Linked DNA regions of Mus musculus: all the other regions are linked to region 2. Evidence: chromatin contacts called from public ChIA-PET data. All regions are on one chromosome and are shown on one strand. The core of a region is the stretch at or near the end of the contact, and the rest is flanking DNA. Distances in the headings are between cores, read along the strand shown.

Region 1 (2,700 bases), core at 105-2,604, 560 kb after region 2:
AGAATCAGTTCAAAGTTCTAGTGAGACGAGTATGTTCTGACACTGTTCTGTCAATTCAGCAACTAGCAGATTAACTCACCGCTCTGCTAGGTCCATGTGTCTTGCTATGGAAAGGATCCGTTCTTAGTAAATGAGGGCAATTTTCTGCCTCATTCCTTTTCCACGTGACTCACAGGATAGTCTTTTAAAATCTCTTCCTACACTTATTATATAATATGCAAATTGTCATTACAATGTAGTTTATTTTCCCCCACCCAAATCAAACATTTTGTTGACAAAAGTAAAAAGGGGGATTGGAGAGATGGCTCAGAGGTTAAGAGCACTGACTGCTCTTCCGAAGGTCCTGAGTTCAATTCCCAGCAACCACATGGTGGCTCACAACCATTTGCAATGAGATCTGATGCCCTCTTCTGAGGTGTCTGAAGACAGCTACAGTGTACTTACATATAATAAACAAATTTAAAAAAAAAAAAGGTAAAAAGAGAATAACCACCATCTTATTTCCATTCTTTTTGTTATGAGTTTCCTGGGGAGGCAGGATGACTAGTTTATGTCATTTTTCAGGCCCAAGGAATAAGATTTTTCAGTGCTGTCATACAATCAATAGAAAGTTCTTAAACTAACATAGGTATGTGGCCCCTCATGGTGTCTAGCTGCATAACACTGCAAGTTCCCAAAACAAAGGACGGTATGGAAAAAAAAAAAAAAAAAAAAAAAAAAGGACCCACCAAGGAAACTTAGTTATGAAAAGCTAATCTAAGACTCAATTTCAATTTCCTTAAGGCTAACTTGTAATCAGATATGACTCACAAAAATAGTCACTAGTTACCTGCCCGTCTTTGTGTCACAAAAATAAGTTCTTTAAATGTCCAATCAAGTACACAAAATACTTCTTTCGTACAACCCCTGACACTCCCACTTAAGCAATAGATTCATAGACACAAGCCTCGGCAACAGTTTTCTCTGTTCTCTAAGCTCTACCAACCCGGAGGACTAAGCTGGCAGGTGCTGGATCAAGTGCTGTAACCTAGGGGCGCTGCTTTCCCTTGCCAATAGGCAGTCACGGCTTGCGGCCAAGAGCTACCGGGCCCAAGCCTTCGCGCCCCGGCTCGATCCCCTTCGGCTAAGAGCATCGCACCAGGGGCTAAGAGATGCGGAGCAGCCCGAGCGGAAACCTCCACAATGACAGTCCCCAGAGCCCCGAGCCCTAGGGGCCGCAGCCCGGGCGGAGCCCAGCCCGCTCCCCGACGCAGCCCTCACTTGTTCGTTTGTTGGTATAGGGGCTCCATGACGCCGGCCTAGCCGGCCTGCGGCTTCCTCGGAACACGTCCTCACAACCCCACTTCCGGCTTCCGGTCTCAGGGCCCGCCCTGCTGAGTAGGGCGCCCGCGAGTGTGCCTGTCCCGTGGTGGTTGTGAGGTCGGAGACGGGGTTGCGCGGAAGGAAAGCGGGACGCGAGGGATGGGTGTGGCTCCGGGCCGGAGCTCGCGGAGAGCGGCGGGGGTGAGTTTTTTGCTAAAGTCCAGCTCCGGGATTGAATCAGGTAGCGGAGAGGACGGTCGCGAGGCACTGACGTCAGAGCCTCCCCCGAGAAGTCGCCGGCGACTCTCTACGTCGCTCTCCGCCCCGCGGTCGGGCTTGGCTTCTCCTTGGAGTGTGTAATTACAGGTCTGGGGAATCTCACTTCCTCACGACGCGTGCTTTTCCTGCCTCGAACTAGTCCGCCCACTAGTCTTCCCATCTCCGGCTCATTTTTAGTAAACCCACAGTGAGTGAGTGGTTAGCATATGACGTGGAACAACCAAAATTTCCCTGTTCTTCAAGAGGTTGGACTAGAGAAGGAACTACGATCTGTATACAAATAAACATTCCAAATAAGTACAAAGATAATGGTAGAACATCCAAATAAATACAAAGATAATGAGCTGGGCTGGTGTTGTGGTCAATAGGAAATTGTTTTTAAAGACATGAAGGGCGGGTGACATTTGGATTAGGACTTGGAAAGGTTCAAACACTTGTCTTCACCTAGGCCCATCTCATTTCCATCCATCTAGGTTCTTATCTACAGTTCCTCCCAAGGGAGGAGTTGTTCCTCTTCCTTTGGTGAGCTGAAGCTTGGATTTTCCTGTATCCTGCATCCCTCCCAGTTTTATGTCCCAAGAGACTGCCCGCCCATATTCATTCTTTCCCTAACATTACATTTCCCAGTTCCACTCCCATTTATTGAACATCTACTATGCACCATGCACAGATATGTAGGATAGGAACCCAGGTAAAACACATTCCTGGTGTTTCGCTGTCTATTGAGAAAGTCCTTATTTTAAAGCTGAATTAACAATCAACATTTAGGGTATGACTAAGGACCATTTGCCTGGAGAAGAGCAGTAGGGGTTCATGGATCAAGAAAGCATGGGGGGCCTTCAAGAACCGATAGAGGGTTTGTGGGAATGGTGCACTTTAGCTAAGGTTGAGTAGCGTGGGGGCGGGGCATAGATAAAAGGCTGTATCCTTAGTTTTTTAGTACTTTGCTGGTGAGGGATGCACAGGGAAGTATGTATATGTGTGCTTGTGTGTGTCTCAGTAGAATTGTCTCTGACTTGTGTGAGGTCCCAGGTCAAATCTTTGTGGGTCTTTGCTCTATAGGCATTTTGATTTTAAATTATATTACAGATTTATAAGAACAGGAAAAAAATAAGTAAT
Region 2 (2,700 bases), core at 174-2,673:
CGAAATGGGCCACTCCGTTTCTATTACTGGACTGTAGTGACTGAAATTATTTTCTTTCCCCCAACCCTTCAAAGGGCATAACCCCATCCCTTTGGCGTGAAATTTTGAAGTGGGGCGACACACTTCAGGAGTTTCCAAAAGCGGATGCTGACGTTCGAGGTCAGGCCATTGGGAGAGTCGGGGCTCGATGGGAGAAATCTTGAGGGCAAGAGAGCTCAGAAATTTCCAAGCGCTAAGCTCGAGCTTTCCACGTGCCCAGATCTAGTTGGTCCCAGGGGGAGTTGGTGGCTGTTATAGAAGTTAGAGGGTTGTTGCTTTTCGCAGCCCTGAGAAGTGGGATGGACACGGTGTATGGGGGTGGGGAGGCGGGTGCAATCCGGCCGGGCAACCTCGGAGCCTCCAGCTCACTAGCACTGCTCAGGGCATGCGGCCAGAGTTGCAACCTCGGCCCGTCCCTGCGAGCCAGGGTCTCCAACTGGCGTCGCGCCCACCTCGTCCTTCAGATGGGGGTCCGGCTACGCCGGGCCTGGCCGCCATACCCGGGATGAATGGGGGTGACGAGAGGCCTTGGGCAGACCTCGGCCTCAGGATCACGTCCCGGTGGAAGCACAGCAGAGGGGAAGCCGTCTTACTGGCCTCTCCTCTGCTGGGATCCCGGGAAATACGCGGTAATTACCCCAAAAGGCCGCTCTCAAAGGCGAGGCGGAGAGGCTGCCGGGACGGTTTGAGGACTGGGCTCGGCCGGGGAGACGCCAACCTTCACCCTTCCCAGCCCCCGACCCAACTCCCCGCCGTCTCCCGGCGCCGCCACTTCAGGCAGCCCACTCGGCCCGGCCTCTCCCCGCGCCCGGACCACCCCCCATGGGGTGCTCTCACTGCGCAGCGAGTCCCTCCGCTGCCTCCTCCCAGCCCAAAATGGCGGCGGCGGCGGCGGCCCCCGAGCTGCTCGTCGCCTTCCTCAAGGCTAGGGAATCCCTCCGCGCGCAAGCCCCGCCCCCGCGACCGGATCTCTATTTCTCCCTGGTAAAGCCTAACGCCATCAATGAACTCTTTAATTGAGCTCTGACAGGGCGGGTCCAGTTGTGCTTCCGCACAGCTAGTTGTTGACAAAAGTCGGGAGACTGGCAGACAAGCGACCCAATCAAAGAAGAGATCGGTGAGCGCGGGACGTTCACGCAAAGGCAAATAGGTTTTTTTTTTTTTTTTTTTTTTTTTTTTTTTTTTTTTTTTTTTTTTTGGCGTTCCTGGGCATGGTTGTTGACGTAATGGGAGCTTGAAAGTATCCTGGGCAGCTTTCCTAGGGTGGAAGAACTACAACCCCCAGCAGCCATTGCGCTGCCAGGCTGTCCTCTTCGCCCCTCCACCTCCCCCCCCCCCCATCTTAGGGCTTTAGCGGCTTGGCCAGAGCTGCTGCTACTGCAGCAAGAGATAGGGCAGAGGCGTTGAGACTCTCATGGACAGGCGGTCGCACAGAAAGACACACAGAGGTAGTGGTGTACACTAAGCCCTTGACAGCAAATAGGTCAGTCCCACCTTCGTTAAATCTCCCTGCCAGGACTTTTCCCTCCTCCAAGAACTCCATTTTTACTCCCATTGAATTTTTTTTCTTCTTCTTTCTGTCAGCTGCATGTAGTTTGAAGACTTCTTCCCTTTAGCTCCCCGTTCCTTGAGACAGGAGAGAAGCCGTCCAGGCCCTGTAGACAAAAAGACTTCAACCATAGGCTCTGACCAGGTCCCAACCTAGAGAGATTGAAGGTGGTCAAGATAGGGGCTTCCAGGAGCTACAGACCCACCCTCTCCACAGCATCCCCCAAGCAGTGTCCTTTCTGGGTGACAGAGCTCAGGCCTACCCTCCTAACTGCCAGCCTGTCTTTACTTATTAGGAGAGCAGAGGCCCAGGGCCTCTGCTCTCCCACTTGGTCCCTTGCTGGCTAGCAATGTGAAGACTAGAGTATGGAAACAGCCTTCCGAGTCTTCACTTGAAAGTGAAGGCCATGCAGGTCTGGGGCCACAAAATGGCTGCTGCTGCTGTGACAAAACAATTCCTGACCAACCAGCTTCTGCCTAAGGACTTAGGTTTCTGTTGTTGTTCAAAGCAGGTGACAGTAGTTAAAGACATCATCTGCTGCAAGAGTAGGAGAAGATGGCCACTGTGAACCATACCAACTGCAACACAGCGTCACCAGCTGCTCTGGAGGAGGCCAAGGTAAGTACCCACCCTCCCAGCCACCTGAAAGCCCTAAACGTGGGGTCAGATAGCTGAAATCCTAGGGCTTTTGTTGTTTTGTCTTGTTGGTTGGTTGGTAGATTTAGAAAACCAGTATTTTATTTTATTTTCGTTTGTTTGAGACCTTGAGGGGGGAGGTGGGGGGGGGTGTCTTTCTGTGTATCCCCAGCTGGCCTCGAACTTGCAACAACGTTCTTCTTCAGCCTTCCAAGGGCTAAAATTACAGCCTGCACCACCACACCCAGCTAGAAAGCCAGTGTTTTAAATGAGTCTGTACTGTGCTCTGGGAAGTAGGCCAGAATGTGATTCAATGATGGCTCATGAATTCCTAAAAGCCCTTCAAGGTAGATGTTATTTCCAGTGGACAGAAGCTGAGGTTGGAGAGCTGCACTACCTTTTCCAGAATCAGGCAGCCTGTGAGGAACAAAATTCCACCTTACATTTAGGGTCTTCTGATAACAGTACCTTGTCTC
Region 3 (2,700 bases), core at 18-2,517, 900 kb before region 2:
ATCCCTAAACCCCTCTCTCCATTCCCATTCCCAAGATCCAAAGCTAATTCCAGGACCCAGAAGCATAGTGGTCACTACCAGAGTGATGGGTACACACACACACTACACACACTACACACACACACACCACACACACCCCAAAAGCAACTGCAGCTGCTATCCTTCCTCTTCAGGGACAAAGCTCATCTCAGAAGGCCAAACGCAGGGACATGAAGTGGTCACCTTCTCCCCGAAATGAAACACACTCCCCGCGCCCCCCCCCAGCTCTTAGATTAATTACTTATCGTCCAGCCAGTTCTCATCTTCCTGAGGGCCCCAGGGATGGGTGGGGAGGGGGGAAGCCGACTCCCCCAAGTTAACAAGGCACTATTAGAACCTCTGCCCCATGAGAAACAAACCCAAGATGAAAACTGGGCGCGGGAGTGGGGTGGGGAGATCTGCCCTAGCCAAGAAAGATCACCAATTCATCTCCCAGCTCTTTCCCGAGCTCCAGGGTGTCAGACAGAAGAGGGTGGTAATAAACGCAGTAACGCCTCACAGGCGAGGGGGTGAATAGCACAGACAAGTAAGATGGGCCCCGCAGTCCTCTTCCACCTGCAGGGACGTCAAGGACATAAAATCAAGGGTATGTTCTTCGCCACTTGGAGAAGCACTGTGGGTGGGCTGCGCCCCTCACCTCAGAGTAACAAGAAAGGGGTGTCTAGTGAAGAGAGGGTCTGCCCAGAATGCGGGTTGCAAGGCTCAAATCGCAGTTGCAACGGATTATGAGCCGCCGGGGAGGAGACAAATCAGACATCCCCGGCCGGTCTGCGGGACATTTGGGGGCGCGGGGTGCGGGGTGCGGGAAAATCGGCCCCTCCCTTACCTGCAGAGAAGGAGCCCTGCAAGGGAGGGATGAGGAGGGGCGCGCGCGGCGAGCCAAAGGCGACACTCCCCGGGCCCAGCGACGCTCCCTGGGGGTGCGGGCTGGCTCGGCGCGCGCGCCGGGAGGAAGGACAGGGTCGCGGGGAGCCCGCGGGCAGCGACGGCGGGAGGACGGGACGCTGCGGGGCGTCCCGGGGCCGTGGGAGGTGGGGTCCTGGCGGGTGCGGCGCGCTCACCCGCTGCGGCTCGAGCTCCGGCTTCGCGGGCGGCGGCGGCAGCAGCGGCGGCAACAGCAGCGGCAGCGCCTCCTCGACGGCTCCTCCATCTTTGCGGCGGCTCCTCCGGCTCCGCTCGCCGCCGCCACCAACAACAACATTCGGAGACGTCACTCTCGTCACGTGACCCGACCCCGAGCTAAAAATAGGCTCAGACCCCCCCTTTTTCGGGCTTCAACCGAGAACCCTCCCCTCCCATTCGGCCCTCCCCTCAGATGGGCGGGACCAATAGCGCCACCGTGACAGCTTCTTAAAGGGCCAATGCCCAGCCCAAGGTTAGGCTGGGGTGGAGGTGGCAGAGAAGGGATCCCGATCTCTTCGCCAAGTAATGAACTGAGTAGAACCCGGACCCCGGCTGCTGCAGGGGCTGGATGTGTGGGATTTACGATTTTGTTCTCTGTGCTTTTTCGACTTCCTTTTCAAACGGCGGATGGTGCAATCTTTGCCCGCCTGAGCTGTTCCCTAACACGCCCTTCCCTCGTTAGGGGGAGGGTAGAGGGGGGTGGAATCCTAGGGGCTGCCTTGGAAGTGGAAGCCCCTGCAGGCGCGTCAAAGCTGAAAGATTAGCTTGGACAAGTCTCTAACCCACCGTGCTAATATGGCACAGCGCTGCATCTTGTTAAAAGAAACTCCTTGGAGAAAGCCAGCATAGGTTGTAACTGTCCCTGGCCTTCAAAGGAACAGACCAAGAACCTAAAAGTCCGCTGGTCCCCAACTTTGATACCACACATACTACTACCACGTCAGTGGAACTGAACATGACTGTATCATTAAACCTACATTGTTTTGTCAATGACCTAGCAATTTTCCTAGCAAAAAATGTATTCTAAGAAAATATTGTGCTCCAAAATGAGTATAGGAAGAGATTGTTTGTTATATGAGATGTCAGAAACAACCTAAATAAATATCCATCAGGTAGGTATCTGCAAATAAACTAGGAGACATCTATTTAGTAAGTTATCATACAGATGCTCAAAATTATACATATGTGGGGGGTGTAAAAGCGGCTTTTGGGGCGTTTGACAGGAATCTGACATTGGTCAAGGACAAGAAAATGAGATTCAGGCAGGAATCTGACATTGGGCCATGACAAGGGAGTAAGTTCAGGTAGGAATCTAATTTTAGGGTGGAACAAAGAAGTAGATTTCAGGCAAGAATGTGATTTTGGGCTAGGACAGGGAAGTAGGCTCAGGTATCTTGGTCATCCTGACAAGCTCTTAGACTTTGTTTATTGCCTTGACATACGGCTTTAATCCCAGCACTTGGGAGGCAGAGGCAGGCAGATCTCTGAGTTTAAGACCAGCCTGGTCTACAGAGTGAGTTCCAGGACAGCCATACTGAGAAACCCTGTCTGGAAAAAACAAACAAACAAACAAAACAAAATATCCATTAGTTCCAATACTTTATACAAACGTTCATGAGTCTGACTCTGTATGCCTGAAAAATCTAGGTTATATAAACCAAACGTTTTCTTTCTTTTTTCTTTTCTTCTCCTTCTCCTTCTTCCTTCTTTTCTTCTTCTCCTCTCCTTCTTCCTCCTCCTCCTCCCTCCTCTTCTTCC

Evidence for each region. ChIA-PET counts read pairs in DNA pulled down with a chosen protein or histone mark.
Region 1: a contact with region 2 is called in an RNA polymerase II ChIA-PET map of memory CD8 T cells, with 7 read pairs. The contact joins the promoter of C130046K22Rik here to the promoter of Hexim2 in region 2. A contact is called at or near these places in 2 of 39 promoter capture datasets (the 3T3-L1 cell line and liver) and 2 of 115 datasets of contacts at active chromatin or transcription factors (memory CD8 T cells and pancreatic cancer cells).
Region 3: an RNA polymerase II ChIA-PET map of memory CD8 T cells shows a contact between it and region 2, with 8 read pairs. The contact joins the promoter of Hdac5 here to the promoter of Hexim2 in region 2.

The regions. Positions count from the first base shown.
Region 1 is chr11:103,696,370-103,699,069 of GRCm38.p6, forward strand. C130046K22Rik (RIKEN cDNA C130046K22 gene) reads left to right here and starts at 1,355. Exons shown (of 3, transcript NR_102389.1): 1 at 1,355-1,503. Gosr2 (golgi SNAP receptor complex member 2) reads right to left here and starts at 1,354. Exons shown (of 6, transcript NM_019650.4): 1 at 1,261-1,354. The coding sequence starts at 1,289.
Region 2 is chr11:103,131,936-103,134,635 of GRCm38.p6, forward strand. Hexim2 (hexamethylene bis-acetamide inducible 2) reads left to right here and starts at 1,424. Exons shown (of 3, transcript NM_027658.2): 1 at 1,424-1,522; 2 at 2,100-2,206. The coding sequence starts at 2,144.
Region 3 is chr11:102,228,905-102,231,604 of GRCm38.p6, forward strand. It overlaps Hdac5 (histone deacetylase 5), which reads right to left and starts at 1,268. Exons shown (of 27, transcript NM_010412.3): 1 at 1,101-1,268. Mir8101 (microRNA 8101) reads right to left here and starts at 1,246; the gene lies at 1,136-1,246.